4 separate regions of the Mus musculus genome follow, and regions 1, 2 and 3 are each linked to region 4. The links are chromatin contacts, called in public HiChIP or PLAC-seq maps. All regions are on one chromosome and are shown on one strand. The core of a region is the stretch at or near the end of the contact, and the rest is flanking DNA. Distances in the headings are between cores, read along the strand shown.

Evidence for each region. HiChIP or PLAC-seq counts read pairs in DNA pulled down with a chosen protein or histone mark.
Region 1: a contact with region 4 is called in an H3K4me3 HiChIP or PLAC-seq map of bone marrow-derived macrophages, with 2.8 times the contacts expected there. The contact joins the enhancer-like site here to the promoter of Rnf213 in region 4. A contact is called at or near these places in 9 of 39 promoter capture datasets (the 3T3-L1 cell line, cranial neural crest, frontonasal cranial neural crest and 5 more) and 10 of 115 datasets of contacts at active chromatin or transcription factors (SST interneurons, astrocytes, bone marrow-derived macrophages and 7 more).
Region 2: a contact with region 4 is called in an H3K4me3 HiChIP or PLAC-seq map of embryonic forebrain, with 5 times the contacts expected there. The contact joins the enhancer-like site here to the promoter of Rnf213 in region 4. A contact is called at or near these places in 15 of 39 promoter capture datasets (the 3T3-L1 cell line, the C10 cell line, the HPC-7 cell line and 10 more), 2 of 15 datasets of contacts at CTCF or cohesin (pro-B cells and stem cell-derived epiblast-like cells), 4 of 484 Hi-C or Micro-C datasets (the G1E-ER4 cell line and embryonic stem cells), 18 of 115 datasets of contacts at active chromatin or transcription factors (the SCID.adh cell line, astrocytes, bone marrow-derived dendritic cells and 11 more) and 1 of 9 other capture datasets (embryonic stem cells).
Region 3: a contact with region 4 is called in an H3K4me3 HiChIP or PLAC-seq map of bone marrow-derived macrophages, with 2.3 times the contacts expected there. The contact joins the enhancer-like site here to the promoter of Rnf213 in region 4. A contact is called at or near these places in 2 of 39 promoter capture datasets (both in liver), 2 of 115 datasets of contacts at active chromatin or transcription factors (bone marrow-derived macrophages and pancreatic cancer cells) and 1 of 9 other capture datasets (adipose tissue).

Annotation. Positions count from the first base shown.
Region 1 is chr11:119,862,061-119,864,760 of GRCm38.p6, forward strand. All of the region lies in intron 20 of Rptor (regulatory associated protein of MTOR, complex 1), which reads left to right. Among named protein-coding and RNA genes, the nearest start is that of Rptoros, 29 kb to the left of the region's middle. Within about 2 kb of position 1,446, at least 167 of the 459 cell types and tissues checked have an H3K27ac peak or open chromatin away from gene starts, as enhancers often do. A contact at or near this core is called in SST interneurons, bone marrow-derived macrophages and pancreatic cancer cells, where this site is marked.
Region 2 is chr11:119,893,332-119,896,218 of GRCm38.p6, forward strand. Rptor (regulatory associated protein of MTOR, complex 1) reads left to right here. Exons shown (of 34, transcript NM_028898.3): 30 at 925-1,052; 31 at 1,588-1,674; 32 at 2,572-2,688. Among named protein-coding and RNA genes, the nearest start is that of Chmp6, 19 kb to the right of the region's middle. Within about 2 kb of position 1,555, at least 51 of the 459 cell types and tissues checked have an H3K27ac peak or open chromatin away from gene starts, as enhancers often do. A contact at or near this core is called in embryonic forebrain, embryonic stem cells and pro-B cells, where this site is marked.
Region 3 is chr11:119,806,239-119,808,938 of GRCm38.p6, forward strand. The region is part of intron 9 of Rptor (regulatory associated protein of MTOR, complex 1); the gene reads left to right. Among named protein-coding and RNA genes, the nearest start is that of Rptoros, 27 kb to the right of the region's middle. Within about 2 kb of position 1,358, at least 67 of the 459 cell types and tissues checked have an H3K27ac peak or open chromatin away from gene starts, as enhancers often do. A contact at or near this core is called in adipose tissue, bone marrow-derived macrophages and pancreatic cancer cells, where this site is marked.
Region 4 is chr11:119,388,841-119,391,540 of GRCm38.p6, forward strand. It overlaps Rnf213 (ring finger protein 213), which reads left to right and starts at 1,259. Exons shown (of 68, transcript NM_001040005.3): 1 at 1,259-1,286. Mir1932 (microRNA 1932) reads left to right here and starts at 1,632; the gene lies at 1,632-1,721.

The DNA of each region.
Region 1 (2,700 bases), core at 196-2,695, 470 kb after region 4:
CCTCTGTTCTTCCCTATTTTCCTCTTGTTGAGGAGTCAGGAAGCACGGCGAGCCTTTTCATCCCGGCATAGTAGTGACCTGGTGAGGCCCTGAGTGTGCACCAAGGGGCAGAGGCTACACATGTGTCTGCCCTAACTGAGAGAAATCCAGCAGGGACTTGCTGGAGAGAGTTAATGCTAGGAATGTAGCTCAGTGGGGGAGTGCTCACCTATCACACACAGTCCCTGCTGTGGTGACCAAAGCTTAGTGGGTCATACGAGGATGCTGAGGGTCAACTACAAAGACCATGCAGATGTTCCAGGGTCACTGGAGATAGGAGGCCAGAGCAGTGGGTCAGTATAACACCCCCCAAAGGTTCTATACATTAGGCCGACAGCTTAGACTCAGAAGGGAAGGTATAACTAGATTTACTCTGAAGCACCATGACAGGCGCACAAGGAAGAACAAATACAATGGCCACATACACACGCAGCCACCACCACCCACCACCGCCAGCCACTGCCACCACTCCCCCAGCCCTGGGACCTGTGTTTCTAAAGACTGGCAGAAGTCTTGGCCATTTCCAGATCATCAGAGGACCTGACCTCACTCTGCCAGCTCTTCAAGCCCTAGATGAGGACTCGCAGCCTCGTGTCTATACAGTCCTTTCCCAATAAGGCTCTGAGGTTCAGAAACAGCTGCAGAGCTCTGAGAGACTGCACTTCACCACATGCTATTCAGAAAGCTGTGGCCACTGCTCTGAAAATCAATCCTAGAACATCACGGTCTTTTATTACTTCTAGTCTAGACATGAAAATAGATCCTTAGCCCTTCTAGAGCTTAGCAAGTAGCAAGTTGCCGGCCAGGCCCAGTTCCTGCCTCTGCTTTGAGGCAGAACCCAGTGTCCTTACCTCAGTCCCATGGGCCCTGATCCGTGTGTGAGGGTGGCAGGTTGTATTTTGGAGATGTTAAGACAGGGCAGTTGATTTGGCAAGGAGCCAGGGAGAATCACTCCTGGCAAATCAGGGCTGATGTGAAATCAAGAGGTAATTTGTAACCACAGCTTCCCTTTCCACTAAAACAACTGTGCCTCCCATCCCAGTCAGAGGGTGGTAAAGCTTAGAGTTGTGTTCTCTGCTACGGTGTCACACAGAGCTCAACATCCACAGTCAGCCCAGTCATTGAAATAGGCTTTAAACTACACAGTAATATTTACAAGTGTCTCCCTTTCTCCATGTCCTGCACATTGTTAGACTTTTCTGGCAGTGTTCTGTGGGGTTCCTGATTCTAAAGGACTCCCCAGAGTTCTTTATTCTGTATCTGCCACCCCAGCCCATGAGGCCACAGGGGCTTTAGGACTCCACCTGTGACTACCTACTCTGTTCAGTGTCTGCTGAGTTTGGTCAGTAAGCTGAGGGAGGGAGGGAGGGCCTGAGCCCTCATTAGTCACGCACCAGCCCCTCCCCAGTCTGTGACGTCAGTCCGTCCGACATCTGAGTAACACGGTTCACCAGAAGCTTCGAGATAGATCCCTTACAGCTTGGTGCCACGTGGCAACTGAGCTTTGCAGGAAGCAGCGTGTCACTCCCCAGGAGGATGCCTGAGAGTACCAGAGGTAGCTGTGTGAGCACTTGCTGTCGCTTAGAGAGGCGCTGCCAACTCCATCTGAGTGGCCAGTTCCCTGTCTCTCAGGGGAAACTGAAAGCAGAACATGTGGCCCTGTCTCTAGAGTACACTGGAAGCCACCTCCTTCTCCTCTCCTCAGCTGCTGCTTAGCAACTCCATACCTCAGAGCTGGAAATCGGATCTGAGGACATTTCACCCAGAGAGATTCTAAGCTGATTGTACTAGTTTTCTTAGACTTTACTTGTAAATCTAGCCCAGTGTTTGGAACTGTAGAGTTTTAAGTTGAAATGTCAGTCCTCTACTTCTGAGTTGTAGCCACATGAGAGAGCACGGAGTGAGAAGGCTGCTTTCTTTGGATTTTCCTGCCACTGTGCAACCCAAGCTACATTCCTCCACCACATCCAGGCTTATCACAGGCCTAGGTCTCCTGGCACATGTGCCTTCCTACTTACTGCTTCCTGGGCTCACTGGAGGCTTAGAACTACTGACATCGAGTCTTTGCAGTCCTGTGTTGTCGCCTTATAGAGATGCCTGTCTCAGCTGGACACATGGCGTAATGGTTAGGAGCTCTCAGTGCTCTTGCGGGAGATGTGGGTTCCGTTCTCAGCACCTCTGATGCATAACTCCAGGTCCAGGGATCCTCCTTTGACTTCACTCGGTTCTTACATGCACATGGTGCTCATACAGACCTTCACACACACACACCACACATACCACACACACACCATACATACCACACACACACACCACATACACACACACCATTTTTTTAAATTAAATAATTATTTTTTAAATTCCTGTCTTAAGACTTAGCCCCTCAGTGACAGGCAGAAATGCCTTACTCAGCTCAAAAGAGAAGCTCTGTATTCAGGAGCTGAGGTGCAGCCCACTTGACCTCGGCACCCTCTTAGTGAGTGGGTATACATAGCTGCCATGGCTCAGGCTTTGCCCTACACAGCCCAGGATTAATGGAAGGGAAGTTGGATTCACTTCCCATCTATAGATGAGCACGCAAGTCAGCAGTCATTAGAGAGTGGACAAGCAGAGCTCAACAAGTAACAAAGTACATGTAGAGAGGGCAGTGGCCACAGCTGT
Region 2 (2,887 bases), core at 305-2,804, 500 kb after region 4:
ACACAGAACATATACTAGGCCTCCGCACTCCCCAACCTGCCCTGCCTGACAAATCATGGCTATGTCACAGAACAGAGGGATAGAAGGGTTGGGGCAGGAGTGACGAGAGCTGTCAAGGCCCCCGCTGGAAGCTTCCATGTATCCTCAAGCCCCACACTACCACCAAACAGTTAAGCCCTGGCTGTCAGGGTCCCTGTCCCTGTGGGGAGAGAGAGCCTGATTGTTCCTACTCCTAAGGGTGCTGCCAGGGACCCTGTGGGGCTCCTGCAGGTACAGGGCCTCCTTGGGTGTCATCACGTCAGCTGCAAAGGCAGGAGTGGGGCTCCGTCACAACCTCCCCGACTCACAGCCCTCCCCAGCCCGCGGGTTCCTCTCAGGCTCACCCCATCTGATTAGAAGGCATTTTTCCCTCTGAGGCCCATTTCCAGCTCCCATTCCTTCTTGCTGCCATTCATCACCCCCTGCCCTTCTGCAGTATTTATGGCCACCGTGGGGAGCAGAGAAGCCTTCCCTCAGCTCTTCCCTGGCTAATTAGGGGCTTGAGGAGAGAGCTAACGAGGCTCCCTCCCTGCCAAAATGTGCTTCGCCTTTCTTTTCAGGAAAGGGAGAGATTGCTGGGAAGATTAATTGGCACTGAGCACCAGGCATCCCCACAGTTGCCTTCCAGGCTGTGCCCAGGCCCAGGCTCACAGGCTCTGCTCCACCTGCCTGGTAGGCCAGGCTCAGGGCAGACTCTCACGCAGATCGCAGATCAGGGCATGATTGACGCCCTGTGAACCCTGCACTACCCTTGGCCCAGTTCCTCTGGCCTGTGAGAGCCTTGCAGGTGGAGACCAGTTTCTCAGCCTGAGAGAGAAGAGGATATCTCCACAGAACACCCTGCAGCCAGCTCGAGGCTCCTCACTGCTCTCTCTTTGGGCTTAGGACATCCCCACGGGTGCTGACAGCTGTGTGACAAGTCTGTCTTGTGATTCGCACCGTTCGCTCATTGTGGCTGGCCTGGGTGATGGCTCGATCCGTGTCTACGACAGGAGGATGGCACTCAGTGAATGGTAACTGTCACATCTCCCCTCTCCTTAGCACTATTCAAGCTCCTTCCAGATGGCAGAGGCCACCCCACTGCCAGTAATAAGTCCAGATTGCTCAGTGAGCATGAAGTGTCTTCGGCAGTGCACAGTGGACCTCTGATACCAGACAAGAAGATGGCACCCAGGGCTAGAGAGAAGGCTCAGTGGGGTCAACCTTCACCTTTCACTGTCTGGCTGCTTCAAGTTGACCCCACAGACAGAAACAGTGACCTCACTAAACTGCTGACTAAGGCAGGACCAGGTCTTCCTCATCTCAAAATGGCACCCAGGCTTCAAGACCCTAACTGGGTAAACAGAGGAGAGAGAAATGAGGGGGTGGCCTAGGACAGCCTCGCTAGCCCCTCCTCCTTCTGGGTGTCCTCTTGAGGCTCCGCCCAAGGGCAGGGCTGCCAGCTCCAGTTCAGCCCACTCCTCCTAGCCCTACCTGCAGTTCCCTCCTGCAGAGCAGTTGGGGAGAGGAACTGGGCTGGGCCAGTCCTGACCACACCTTCCTCCTTAGCCGGGTCATGACTTACCGAGAGCACACAGCGTGGGTGGTAAAGGCCTACCTGCAGAAGCACCCTGAGGGCCACATCGTGAGTGTGAGGTAAGGAGCAAAATATGCATGAGACATTTGCTGTGAAAACATTATTCTCCCTCCATTTAAATATGTTCTTGGTGTTTAAATAGCTAGGGACTGTTGGCATTTCAGGGCAGTAACTGACAGTAACTCCGTGACTGGCCTGAAAGGTCAGAGGGCAGAGCAAGAGTCGGGGTGGAGGTGGCAGGTAGGCTGGGCTGAAGGAGGAGATGCACAGATAGGCGTGTCCCTCACAGGAGCAGCAAAGCAGAATGCACCAGGTGGGTGGCACCTCCCTAGCAAGTCACCTCAGTGCCAGCCAGCCTGTGCACGTAAACTCGGGCCCACTGCTCAGTAAATACTGTGCTGAGAGCAGTGGATCTTTATCTGCTGTTAAAGAGACAGCAAAGCATAATTCACTGTCACAAAGCCACCACTTCTTCAGAGAGATTTCCTTCCCCCCTTGTCTGTGGCATAAAGCAAAGCATAATTCTTGGAGTGGACATTGAAGCAGAAGGCTATAAGCACAGGCGAGGGATCCCTCAGCCATCTTCTGCCTCTGACAACTCTGTTCCTGGCCTTTCTTGTAATCTCTTCTCTGACCCTGCTGTGTCCCCCTTTGTGTGAGCATGCTATCTCCCTTTAGTCAATCCTAGCCTTTTCTGGCTTGAGAGGGGCAGCTTGATGGGAACCCTGGCTGCCAAGACCAGTGGGGTGGTTCGACGTGGGGATCTGTGCTCCACCTGACTTGGAGGGGTCCTGGGAGTCTACATGGCTTTGGCCTTACCAGCATGTGCAAGTGGGCATTGAAACTTCTCATGGCCAGTTATGCCATCCTTCAGAGCCAGGTTCCTCCCCCTCAGGGCTCCAGATAGTATCCCTAAGGTTGCCACCAGCAAGCATCACCCTGGTCCTTTCTCACAGTGTCAATGGAGATGTGCGCTTCTTCGACCCTCGGATGCCCGAGTCTGTGAATGTAATGCAGATTGTGAAGGGGCTGACAGCCCTGGACATCCACCCCCAGGCAAACCTGATCGCCTGGTAGGTACCCTGCCTGCCTCCCTCCATGCAGCCCCCTGTTTCTAAGCAGAAGGCCCTTTCAGAGTGTACAGCCTTTGTCTCTGTCCTCCACAGGACCTTTGAAAGAACAGTTTAGAGGGTGTAACTGTACTACCATGAAATAAAAACAAAAGATGTCTCCCCTGCCTTATCCAGCTTTGAGAACAAAGACCTGCCCCCT
Region 3 (2,700 bases), core at 108-2,607, 420 kb after region 4:
GGCGACTTGTATTTCCCAGAGACTAGCCTCTGTATGGCTTCACCCCCAGCCTGTGTAGCTGGGATGGTTTCTCAGCATTTGTTACTAAGAAACACTGCTACTTGAGGCATCTGGTTGTGAGTCTTGTTCCAGAATCTTCCTGTATGCTAAACTGAGCTGTCCACATTCCAACATAGCTCTCACCAAGTACTCTCCCTAGAATCTGAACTGTGAATGAGTCTAGTGGACTAAGCATGAGAGAACCTTCTGGAAGACTAGAAAACCTTATACTAGCATGACACCATTGTGGTGGGGGTTGTATGACACGGTCATCCCACCCAAGCTAGAGATGGACATGGAAGGTCTTGAGGCACAAGCACCTTCCCCAAGGGACAAGTTTTCCTTGTGCTTAGCTTTCTTTGCTTAGACTAAACAGAGTGAGAAGCCAGGCCAGACAGTCACGGTCCCGGGTAGAACAGACAGAAGGAAGCCATTCGGTCTTGACGGTGATCTTTGTTTCCGTTATGAGTCATTCACAGAATACTTATGCCCACAGAAGAAAAAGACATTGGTCTCTGGCATAAGTGCTTTTACTCTGTAGATCTAGCATTTGTGCCCCTGAGCACCTTTGTGAGACCCACCCCACATGGTTGGTGGGATCATGCTCTATCTGCCTTCCTCTGGAATGAGTTGTGTGTCCAAGCGCCCAGAATCCCACACGCAGCTTTACACACTGGCCTTTCTCCTGTGGTTTCATGCTATAGCACAGGCCAGATGGTTTGTAAGCCTTCTTGTCCTATAGATCCACCATCTCCATAGATCTCCCCAGCTGCCAGGGCCACATCTCAGGGCATGGGAGGCCCTGTGGGACAGGCTCATCACTGCTTCTGCCCCTTTGACACCAAGGCATGTAGTCCTGTCCTCACTAGCCTGACCTAACAGAAATGCTGACCCTTGAAGGAGGGAGGGAGAAAGAAAGAGATGGGGAGCCACAGTCACCTCTATAACTCCGTAGCTATACCTGAGGACCAAGCCACTGCTGAGTTGAGCTTCTTGCCAGGCCTTAGCTGGGCCTCACCTCTGAAGTATGACTGGTGGGTTCTTCTTTCTGCCATCTGCCACCCCAAGTGATGAAACTCTTCCCATAGTGCTCAGGGCTTCTGCTCCCTTGTAAATAGATGGCTGTACACACATCCCCGGGGAACTCACAGGAAAGGTAGGCAGAAAAGAGCCTTTGGAATAAATAATTTAAAATCTGGTTATTATATCCTTGGGTGGTGATGGAGAGGCTGCATTTCTAGTGGGGGAGGGGACAAAGCCTAACAAGAACGGAGGCTGAAGCACAACAATGTGGCTGTGCACTCTGCCTGCCGGGGGTGGGGAGGCGATGATGAAATACTCAGAGCACAGTTCCTGTTTAATTTTTGATACAAAGCCATCAGGGAGTCGTTCTCCTTCACTCTCAATTTCAGGGGTCCTGAAACCCTGCATTTCTCTGTGGTAATAACCTGTGCTTTTTGCTGTGATTGATCAATGCAGATGGAGCCCACGCCAGCTCAGAAGGCTTTCCTCCAGCCCACTGCCTGGGTGATTGCCATCCTAAGCCAGTTTCCTGAAAACCCAGGCTCTTCCTGGTGGTGACTCAACCAGCAGCTTTGAAAGTCCCCCACGCCTTGCTGTTTAGGGAGGGAGTCCAGTTCAGATCAGGCTGGCCCCATCCTGTACCCTCCAGCCTGCCCCCATCATTTCCGTCCAGCCACTCTCTTTACTCTTCCCAACCTCTGTTCCTCCTCTGTGACACACAGAGACCTGATGTGAGCGCCCTGGTGCCATAGAGAGAGATGGTGTACCTGGGTGTGGCGTACTGCACCGATGTTATCACTGGGTTTATAAACTGCTTTTCCTCTTGTCCGTAGCTAAGAATCCCAAATTAAGACTGCAAGATTGGTTGAATTTTAGCTGAGAAAATGCAGCCAGCTTTACTCAACTGCTGCTTCTGTTCATCAGAGGACAGTTGTGCTAAGGATGAGATGATTATATAATTTTACAGTTTGATGGGAAATGCTGAAGTCATGTGGTCTGGCCCAGAGAGGGTGCCCAGGGTGCCCAGCATGCTCTGCCTTGTGGAAATGCCTCTCTCCATTCCACCTCAGCCCAGGGAGCTGGCCCAGGACTGAGGCGCCCCTGTTCCAGGAATTCTTAGAGCTTGTCTGCCAGTGGCCTTGGATGTTCTTGATCAGGTTTTCTTCTCTTTGGTTTCTTGAAGAGGCTGCTGCTTCTCTGTATCCCTCACAGCTACTCTGTACTGTCCCTTCGCCCTAAGCCGCAGCCCCTTTGCTGGCTTGCTCATTTCAACAGTGTCTACCAAGCCTTTCACACAAGTGAAAACCCTGGAGCCGACTTACTGATGAAGGAACTGTGTGGTGGCTTCAGCTCTCCCAGATGTGGGACCTAGGTGGGGCCACAGCTCAGCAGAGGCCATCATGCCAAACAGGGTCAAATGTGTGTAGGTTGGAATGTGTTTGCCTCAAGATTGCAATGGCGCGGCAGCATGGCTGCTGAGTGCTGGATGTGTGCACATCTCTTCTCTGCTTAGGCCCAAAAGTGGTCATGCTGGGCTCCAGCTGGTCGAGTCAGCCAGCTGCCGGATACACTTCCCACTTCCCATCTCCAATTCCCCTCATTTCTACCCTTCTAACTCCTGAAATTTAAACTTTAAAT
Region 4 (2,700 bases), core at 9-2,508:
AAAGGCCACACCTCCTACTTCTTCCCAAACAGTTCAATCAACAGGGGACCAAGTATTTGGACATATCAGCCCATGGAAGCCATTCTCACTCAACCCCACCACCCCCAGAGGAGGGAGGGAACCCATTAAGTGTAAAGAATGACCATAAGGAACAAACTAAGCCACAGGCGGTTCCAGAAGACTGTCTTTGGAGCTCCACTTGCATGCTGTGGCTCTAATACAACAACATAAATAAGTGCAATTAAAAAAAAAACTTTAAAAATCTGGGAAGATGAGGGTCTGGCCCCGAGGTGCATAGGAGGAAGACTTTGAGAGAGCTGCATGGAGGTTTGGGAACCGAGATCAGTTGGTACAGTGCTTGCTGAGCATCCAGAAGCCCTGGGTTCCATTCCAACATAAGACCAGCCATGGTGGTATGCACATGTAGCCCCAGCCCTTAAAACACAGGCAGGAAGTCGGGCGTGGTGGCGCACACCCTTAATCCCAGCACTCGGGAGGCAGAGGTAGGCAGATTTCTGAGTTCGAGGCCAGCCTGGTCTACAAAGTGAGTTCCAGGACAGCCAGAGAAACCCTGTCTCAAAAAACCAAACCAAATCAAACCCAAACCAACCAACCAACCAAACAAAAAGACACAGGTAGGAGGATCAGAAGTCCAGGGCCATCCTCAGATACTGTGGTACTTTAAACAAGAATGGCTCCCATAGGCTCAAGATATTTGAGTGCTTGGTCTCCCCACACTTGCTAATACTTAGTTAAAAAGCTTTGGGGGCAAAGGACATGACTGAGACTCACAGATGAGAAAGTGCAAGCACACAGTGTGGCCGTCCACTAGCAATGACTACTGCTAGCGGCTTTTGGTGGACTTCGATGTGATGGGTTGCCATCACTTCTTTGCCATCACTCTACTTTGCATGCACGCAACCTGTAGGTGAACACTCTTGCTGTCCTCCAGGTCCTTCTGTGGGTGGCTTCAGCTTGGCTAAATCCTGGATACTGTCCAAGGTGCTGGATGTCTGGGGCTAGAGGTTTGAACCTATCAATGGTCACCCATTCAGGGCGGTCCGTCCTGGTTGGGGGAGAATGTGCAACCCTGGTGCAAGAGCCAGTGAGATTTCGAAGGCCGTGGGCACGCAGCGGCTGTAGTCGCTCTGGACAAGCGAGCTAGGCCGGCGCCACCAGGCGGGGAATTCCAGCAAGGCTGTGCGCCAAGGAGGCGGAGGGGCGGCGCCGGCCCCGTGACCCCTCATCGAAGCGCGCCAGTCCGCGCGGGCGCATGGGCACTGCAGGTGCGAGCGAGGGGCTTCGGGGTTCCAGGATCTGGTGCTGGGCTAGGAGCGGGATGCAAGTCCAGGGGCAGTGACGCGAGGCCTAGGGTGCGGGATGTGGGTCTCAGGGACGCGCAGGGACCGGGGTGCAAGGTCCCGTTGGGCAGGGCGCGGGTGTTTCGGGCCAAGGGTCCACGGGGCGACATGCGGAGCTCTGGATGCTGTTTCATTGGGTGCCGGTCCTGCTAGGGAAGAGTGGGCCGGCGGCTCATGGCCCCTGTGGTCACAGTCCCTGAATGGTGCCTGCGTCCTGATGCGCCGGCGCCCAGCGGCCACTTCCTTCATGTTCCAAGTTTCGGTTTCACTGCAGGCAGCCGGTCCAGCCTGGCCCTGAGTCTCCGACCCCATTAACTCTCGGGTTGCGGACAGCGCTAGGTCGGCCCTGCTCCCCAGCAACACCCAGGAAGGTCGGGGACCCCCAACCTACACAACCCCGTGTCCTCGCGTAAAGCGGTCCCAGGCTCCGCCCCGGAATCTGCTCTCACCAACTGCAGCAGAACTTTTGCGAGCCAGATGTCTGCCCTCACCAACTGAAGCCAGAACTTTTTCGTGCCAGGCGTCTGTGCCCAGGGCGCTGATCTTACCTAGGTCAAAGCCGGGAGCCTCCCCTGTCCCCGAAGCTGCAGCGAGAGGTGCGCTCGCTCGCAATGGGCTAGCCCAAACCCATCTGCTTTTTTCTTAGTCTAGCCCGGGCGGGGGGTGGAGGGGAGGCACGGGAAGGGTCCTCTAGCTGGTGGAAAGGAGAGGCGGTGCCGCTGGCCGCTCACTTGTGCAAGGCTGCCTCTAGTCCGGGCTTCGCAGTTTCCAGGGGGGGAGGCACGGGAAGGGTCCTCTAGCTGGTGGAAAGGAGAGGCGGTGCCGCTGGCCGCTTACTTGTGCAAGGCTGCCTCTAGTCCAGGCTTCTCAGTTTCCTGAGCAGCACTAGAGAACTGACTTAGGTGGTGTTGGCTTTGGGCACACCAACCGAAAATTGTAGTAGGAGATAACCTGCCACCCCGTGGTGTGTTTCAGTTTGTTCTGTGAGACTCATGGTTTGAGAAGCAGAACTTTCTTTCTCCTCCTCCGCCCCCCCATTTTGTTTTTGTTATTGTTGTTTGTTTGTTTGTTTTTTTGGCCTTCAAGACCCGGTTTCTTTATAGCCCCTGCCTGACGTGGAACTCACTCTGTAGACCAGGCTGGCCTCGAACTCACAGATCTGTCCTGCTCGGCCTCCCCAGATTAAAGGCATGCACCACCACTACCCACGAAAAGCAGAGCTTTCTTAAAAGAAATTTACATCTCTCAAGAGAGGACAGAGGGCTGAGGCAGACCACACTTTTACCTGAGAAAGCACTTGTTCAATGCCACCACCTTGTCTAGCTCCCAACCTTCATGA